2 separate regions of the Triticum aestivum genome follow, and region 1 is linked to region 2. A link is a contact called in public Hi-C data. All regions are on one chromosome and are shown on one strand. Each heading gives the region's core, a stretch centred on a gene start, on an enhancer-like site or on the middle of the called end of the contact. The rest is flanking DNA. Distances are from core to core; before and after follow the strand shown. Region 1 holds the start of LOC123121554 (auxin response factor 22). Region 2 overlaps LOC123121543 (protein ENHANCED DISEASE RESISTANCE 2-like).

What was found. A called contact is a pair of places that touch in the nucleus more often than the background predicts.
Region 1: a contact with region 2 is called in a Hi-C map of leaf, with 8 times the contacts expected there. The contact joins the promoter of LOC123121554 here to the enhancer-like site in region 2. A contact is called at or near these places in 2 of 5 Hi-C or Micro-C datasets (both in leaf).

What each region holds. Positions count from the first base shown.
Region 1 is chr1B:317,232,943-317,236,864 of IWGSC CS RefSeq v2.1, forward strand. LOC123121554 (auxin response factor 22) reads left to right here and starts at 1,428. Exons shown (of 4, transcript XM_044541559.1): 1 at 1,428-1,781; 2 at 1,914-3,068. The coding sequence starts at 1,968.
Region 2 is chr1B:316,675,678-316,679,518 of IWGSC CS RefSeq v2.1, forward strand. It overlaps LOC123121543 (protein ENHANCED DISEASE RESISTANCE 2-like), which reads left to right. Exons shown (of 22, transcript XM_044541548.1): 16 at 10-185; 17 at 371-472; 18 at 543-593; 19 at 686-829; 20 at 915-1,010; 21 at 1,468-1,569; 22 at 1,679-2,119. The coding sequence ends at 1,774. Among protein-coding and RNA genes, the nearest start is that of LOC123121543, 10 kb to the left of the region's middle. Within about 2 kb of position 2,499, at least 6 of the 8 cell types and tissues checked have an H3K27ac peak or open chromatin away from gene starts, as enhancers often do. A contact at or near this core is called in leaf, where this site is marked.

The DNA of each region.
Region 1 (3,922 bases), core at 178-2,677, 560 kb after region 2:
CAAAATCCCAACCGTCCCTTAAAATTGACGTGACATTCAAATGCTCGCAATTCCTTTTTTGTAAGTGGTGCGGAGGACAGGAGCAGTGGAGGGGTCGTTGGCAGGCCACGATCGATGGGATCGATCGACAGAGCAGCGCCTCGGTCGAAGCCGTGGCCGGAGTAGACGAGATGGAGATGGGATCATGGGGATGGGGAGGACTTTTGTTTGGGCGGTCGGCCAGTGGCGCACGCACGGGCGGCCTCGGGCCGCGGAGGCATCCATCGCCCCAAACCCCGCGCACGGCGCCTCCTCCCGCTCTCTTTTCTTGGATCCAACGGCGACGAGAGAAAACAAGGACAGCGTTTTCACGGCGCTCCACCAAGAGTTGGCACGTCACAAAACCCATTTCTTCTTCAGTTCACGGGTTGGTTGATATAGTAGTATGTGGTGTGGTTGGCCTGACTCCGGACCAACGCCATACGGTGGAGATACTTTCAGTGACCATATACTACCAAGTTGCAAGCCTATTGGGTTTCAAGTGTAAAAAAAAAAAGTAGCAGGAAGCCATGCAGATGCAGATGCGGTCCGTGGCCAGCTGCAGTGGCGCAAAAGAGGGTACAGGGAGAGCAGCCGCTGCGCCGCGACATGTCCCAATCGGTGTTCCGTGGGTCGGTTGCCCTGGCTCTGAATTCCCGGCGATCGGTTCGCCCCCGCGCCGGAAAGGGAGGACACAGGAGTTGAGACGAACAAGGCACAAGATTCGCCCATTTCCGGATCATGCAATCAGTCGCTGCCAACACCAACTTACGGCCGCGGCGCACAAATGCTTCCTTGTCCTCTCCTCTCTCCCAAACAACCGAATTTCGACAGCTTATTACTATCATGTGTCGTCGCCTCGCCTGCTTTCCCTTCCCTCACAGCAGATGAGACGAGGATATATATACATGCATCGCGTCGCATCGCACGCGTGACAAAACTGTTCTTTTTTGTTTTCTTTTCACCCGGGTCCCACCCACCCCAACCAACAAAACGCTGCGAGTTTCGCAAGAGCGAGCGGCGAGACCAAATAAATGGGTTGAGATCTGAGATAATCTATCTGTTTGTTGAGTTTTAAAAACATTTCCCCCTCTTTTCAGATTCAGAAACACTAAAAACAAGACGAAAACCCTCGGCTCTTGTCGCCACTCCCTACTTCCTAGTCCGGGCCATCAAGGCCGCGGCCCACCGACAGCACAAAAGGCAGCCACATGGCCCCACACCTTTATCACCGACACGCCGGCCCCACGAGCCCCGGCCCCACCAGTCATCTACGGTTGGTGGGCGTCGCTGTTGGCTGTGCGAGCCAGCGCAGGCGATCCGGTGGGCCCGCGGCTCCACTGGGGCGCCCGGCCACTGCAGCAGCCAAGCCAAGCCAAGCGAGCGCCTCTCCCCTATCTCTATCTATCTAATGGCCGGGAAGACATCCAAAGAACTCGCCATAATTCCAAACCACTGTGCCGCTGTAGCGCAGCGCTCCCTCCTCGTCCTCCCTCAAGAACACGGAAAAAGATCGGGGCTTTTGGGTTCCGGACACCAAGGATTGGATATTTATTCTGTTTTGCTTTGCTTTGACCGGCGCGGCGGTTCTTGAACTTGGGATGGAGTTGCAGGGGCCGGGCGAGGGGAGGGGAGGCGGCTTCGCCTGATGTAGATTTCCCTTTTCCCTTTGCCTGCTTTGTTTATTCTGGCTCTGGGCGTTCACATCTCTCGCAGAGCTTTCGTGATCTGCCAATTGGAGGCCATGCGCGCGGGCCAAACAGGTGCTTGCCTTTCTTGCTTTTCATGATGTTGATTTGCTCTTTTCATGGCTGTGCTCGCCATGGATTGATTGCGTGTGGAGTTGGGTTTTCCTTCGGGGTTTGCGAATTTGACGAAGGGCAATTTGATGCCAGGTTTGCTGTGCGGGAACAAGTGATCGCATTTCGAGGCGGTGGTTTTAGGTGGAGATGAAGGAGGTGGGCGAGGAGAGGTGCCTGGACCCGCAGCTGTGGCACGCCTGCGCGGGCGGCATGGTGCAGATGCCGCCGGCGCGCTCGCGCGTCTACTACTTCCCCCAGGGGCACGCCGAGCACGCCAACGGCGGCGGCGCAAGCGCGGCCGCCGAGCTCGCGGCGGCGGTCGGGCCGCGTCCGCTTCCCGCGCTCGTGCTCTGCTGCGTGGCAGGGGTGCGCTTCCTGGCTGATCCGGAGACGGACGAGGTGTTCGCCAAGATCCGGCTCGTGCCCGTCGGCCCCGGCGAGGCGGGGTTCCGGGAGCCGGAGGGGCTCGGCCCGCTCGGGGGCGACCCGGCGGAGGCGCGCGACAAGCTGGCCTCCTTCGCCAAGACGCTGACGCAGTCCGACGCCAACAACGGCGGCGGCTTCTCGGTGCCGCGCTACTGCGCCGAGACCATCTTCCCCAAGCTTGACTACAGGGCTGACCCGCCGGTGCAGACGGTGCTCGCCAAGGACGTGCACGGGGAGGTGTGGAAGTTCCGCCACATCTACAGGGGCACGCCGCGCCGGCATTTGCTCACCACGGGCTGGAGCACCTTCGTGAACCAGAAGAAGCTCGTCGCGGGGGACTCCATCGTGTTCCTGCGCACCGAGCACGGGGAGCTCTGCGTCGGAATACGCCGGGCCAAGCGGGTCACCTGCGGGGGCATGGAGTGCATATCCGGCTGGAACGCGCCAGGGTATGGGGGGTTCTCGGCCTTCCTCAAGGACGAGGAGAACAAGATGATGAATGGTGGCCCCGCCGGTTACGTCAAGGGCAGGGGGAAGGTGAAGATCGACCATGTGGTCGAGGCGGCCACCCTTGCGGCCAACAGCCAGCCATTTGAGGTGGTGTACTACCCGAGAGCTAGCACGCCGGAGTTTGTTGTCAAGGCCGCGGCGATGCAGGCTGCCATGAGGATCCACTGGTGCCCTGGCATGAGGTTCAAGATGGCCTTTGAGACCGAGGATTCCTCAAGAATCAGCTGGTTTATGGGGACCATATCTTCGGTTCAGGTTGCCGATCCACTCAGATGGCCGAATTCACCATGGAGACTTCTTCAGGTTTGCCCGATCTGATGATATCCATAGTTGCACTCCATCCTTTCTTCTCAATAAAGATGCATAGTTACATGACATGCAACTGCAAGGTGTGAATGCAGCGCACCATTTACACAACACTTCTCATTCAGATGCCTTGAATGGTAGTAGTAGAACTTAAGGTACTACTAGCATGCAAAAAATGACCAGCTTTCCGCACAATGTTGCCAAATTAATAGTACTAATTGGTAATAATAATGATCCCGAACCCCCTGATATGAACAAATCATCCTATTAATTAGTTCAACAACTGGCGTAGATTTACTGGAGTAAAATGTCACATCCTTCTTCGATTCCTTCTGACTTTGTATGAATTAGTGGAACAATCAATAAAGCTGTTGTACATAATTCACAATTGCATAGTAGTTATGGAAGAAAAGGCTTGTGGTCCTTTAGTAGCTTTGCTGGTTTCCAAATTTGGATTATCAGTTTGCATGTTCTTCTAAGTAGCTCTCTTCTTTGTCAGTAGGCAGCTCCTAAACTTATGTATTCCTTTTAGTTCCCCTAAAAAAATGTATTCATTTTAGTATAATATCCTAATTTCTTGAATTAGTACGCCACCATCAGTTGCTCAAATTTCACAGCTTGATGTTCGGTCTTTAGCACCCAATGTGAAGCTTCCAAAGGGCATGGGAATGCTTGGCAAACTTCTAACTAGAAGCAGAATCGTTTAGCATGGTTAGATGTGACTAATGTAGATGAGAAGCTATTTGTCTAATCACATTAACCTGGGATAGGGCAAAATTGTACACAAATCTAATGAAATGCCGTACACACTAGAAGCAGAATCGTTTACGTGCAAGAATCTACAAGCTACATCATCTGTC
Region 2 (3,841 bases), core at 1,249-3,748:
ATATTCTAGTTCAAAAGAGAGGGTACATTGATTTACAGGGAGCTGCAGATGCTGATAATGGACCATGTTACTATGGACATACTCTCCCAAAAGATTCTAGCTGTACAATGCCTTCTAGTTGGTCAATGACAGACCCAACAACATTCTTAATACGGGGAGAATCCTATTTGCTTGATCATCAAAAGGTGGCTTAGTACCGTGATATTATTCTAATTCATTAGGCTAGGATACATGTCTTTGTTCTGCAGGAAATAAGGGATCCTGTATGTTACAATGATAGCCATGTTTAGTTAATCTGGTCAGCATATTGATAGTCAGGGTTCATGTGCTTCACCATCCATAATGATGAAATTATCTGTAACTTTGACAGATCAAAGCAGAGAATACATTGATGCAAATGGTTGGTGCTGACTGGATAAAATCTGATAAGCGTGAGGATGATCTTGCTGGCCGTCCTGGCGGGCTAGTCCAGGTATCTTCTGCCGAAGTCAGTAATTCTGCCTTCAAATGAGAAGGAACAAAAATTAAAGTTTTTATTGCAGAAATATGCAGCACAAGGAGGCAGCAAATTTTTCTTCATTGTAAATATACAGGTGAGATTTCTTCGGCTTTATGAATGCATCGAGGCTTCATAAGTGTGCATCTAGACCTTGCCTTTTTACTTATAACCCTGGTCGGTATACAGGTTCCTGGTTCTACCACGTACAGCTTAGCTTTGTATTATATGATGGATACCCCATTGGAAAAGGTTCCTCTACTTGAAAGATTTGTAAATGGAGATGATACATTCAGAAACTCAAGGTTCAAACTCATCCCTTATATCTCAAAGGTACCTTTCTCCTACAAGTCTTGATTGGTGTTAATCAAAAAGCCGTGATGGTTTACGATTGGAAATTCGGAATGTGTCAATTCAGGGATCTTGGATTGTGAAGCAGAGTGTGGGCAAGAAAGCTTGTTTGGTTGGTCAAGCACTAGAAATCAATTATTTCCGTGGAAGCAACTATTTGGAGGTAACATCTATGCATGCCATATGTAGTAATAGTCAGCTTTATTCATTTCATTTTATGATCCATTATCCAGAGATCAGCATAGCTGGCATATTTTTTTTTTTGCATACTTATGTATTCAGGAAACAGTCTATCAGCTATGTTCTCTTTGAATGGGTGCAGTCGCGTAGTAAGGATTGCTTTACTTTGTCAATATTATTTATCGTTTACTTTTTTTAGTTCATGTTCCCCATGGACCATAAACTGACTGGACCATTATGGGAAGCTAACTGTTAATTTGGTTTATGAGTCTTCATTAGCCATAAGATAGGTTGAACGGTCCATTGCAGTCACCAAACACTAATTGGCTTAGGTTTATCTCCTAACATTATAGCTTATGATCTAATGAGAGTATGTTTAGTGCCAGTACGTACAATTGCGATATTCAGGTTCTCAACATTTTGAAATGCAACCTTTTCAGCTTGGAGTTGATATAGGCTCGTCAACAGTGGCACGAGGTGTGGTGAGCCTTGTGCTTGGGTACCTGAACAACCTGGTGATTGAGATGGCCTTCTTGGTACAGGTAATAGCCGTCGGATAACTTTACCAAATTGTTACAGATGCTCTTGTTCTACTCAAGATCGATAACAGATGTGATGAGTAAGCATGGTTTCTTCCTTTGCCTCATGCAGGGCAACACGCAAGAAGAGCTCCCGGAGTTCCTCCTAGGCACCTGCCGACTTAATTATCTCGACGCCTCCAAAGCTGTATCGCTAGACGAATGCTGACCTGACCTGACCTCTCAAGGTCAAGGAGGTGTCAGGTTACCCCAATTCTCTTTCGAAGCCTGAGTACAGCACATCAAAGCCGAAAAGGCTCAAGCTACTCCCCGTGTCCAACCGCCATACACTCATTTGTCTGCCTTGCCGCTCGCAAAAGTGTGGGGGATTTGCCGCAGCAGTGTACATTCATTTCTCCTCCTGCAAATAGGAGGTGTTGCGGTGTATTGATTGATTGATGATGGCAGTGTACTACTAGTATGATGCAAAGCCTTGCTCCCATTCTTTGGCCGACAACTCGTCATTTCATTCATCATGTAAAAACTGAGACAAAAGGAAAGTGTATTCTAACCCTGACCTCGTGTCCTTCACTTGGAATCTAATCTGGGATCGGATCAGAGATCGTCAGATGTTCAGATCCAACACCACCAAAGCAAACCCATTACTGGACGTTGACCCTTCACCTGAGAGTGATTACACTGGCCATGATTATATCCGAGGACTGTCCCTCCAGACAGACACTCGTACCGAATCGAAAGGGACTCGACCCAAGCCCAACACCAACGACGCAGTGATAATCATCGGGAATTCCCGTATCATGGTGCAGTTGGTCACTCACTCGAGGAGGTCGAGGACCACACGCTTCACTTTTCTGTTATCATCACTTGAGCCGGAAGGAACAAGCAGGTGGTGTAGGTAGTGGAGCTGGCATCTCTTGCGTCCTGACCAGAGATTGAGAAAGGACAGGGCAGCAGTGGGGCGTGAAAATGATGGGTGTCATCGTAGCAACCAGTTCGCAGCAGCAGCAGCTACATCGTGATCGGAAATCAGGGGTCACTGTGCCTGCTAGCTCAGCTTTTTTCTTTTTTCCTAACCGTGCAGGCCGCCAAACGCTGCATCGCTGACGCTGCAGCTGTAGCAGCAGTGGACGTGACAGGTGAACGTCCTCTTCCTTCGCCCGCTTCGAGCCTGCGCTTTCCGAGCAGAGGATGGTGCGTCGCTTGCGGCAGAAATCACAAATTTGACCTGAGGCAGAAATCAATTCACAAACTGACCTGCTTTCAAAAAAATTTCACTCTGCTGATCCTTCGGTGTGACGCCCGACAGCTGGGCGCCGCACCCTACTGTGCAGCGCCTCTCCCTTAGGCGTCGCACATCCTGCCAGCGTGGCAGCCCTGGTCCAGCTGCGGCCCCACACGCACCTGTGCAGCGCCGAGCTAGGCGCCACACGTTGACGTGCAGCGCCTAGCCCTTGGGCGCTGCACAGTGACTTAAGCGCGGCCGCCCCAGCCCGACCAGGCAGTTCTTCATCTCTCCGCTCTCTGGACAGAGAGCAGCGGCGGCGGCGGCGCCCCCATCTAATCCCCCCACATCCCTCTCAGATCTGAAGATTTGATCCGTGGATTCGATCCCCAATCCATCCTACTAGGTAAACTCTTCCCTTCTCTTTCTTTTGCTCCGTAAATTTGTTGCCATTCTAGAGATTTGTCCATGATTTGATGGAACCCTTGATTTGTTTGGTTTGCTCGATTTAGGATGTGTATTCATATTGGTAGTACCGTAGTGTTATTTATTAGTTCATAATATATGATTCTTGTTTGTTGAAACCCTAGATTGTTTAGTTTTTTTAGATATATATGAGATGCCTATTTTTATAGATAACTATGAGATGTTGATTTTTGTAGACATATATGAGAAGTTTGTTTAGATATATATTAGATGTTCAGTTTATTTCAAATATTAGATGTTGAGTTTATTTGAAATATTAGATGTTTAGTTTATTTGAACACATATGACATATTCCTTGTGTGAGAAGGAGATGTTGAGATTCTTGTAGTTGAACACATGTTATATGTTTAGTGTATACCGATATTTGAGATGAAGATGAACTTTTATATGTTTATTGTTTGAAATTGTAAGGATGGTTTGGCTTCTGGACGATGTCTACGACGTGCAACACCGGGCCTACATGATGCGCGAGAAGGATAAGGTAATAATGAGTAATCTAAATATTTTGCAAATTTGCCTTTAGTTGAAATTTACATGCCCTAAGATTTGTCATTACTTGTTTTTTGC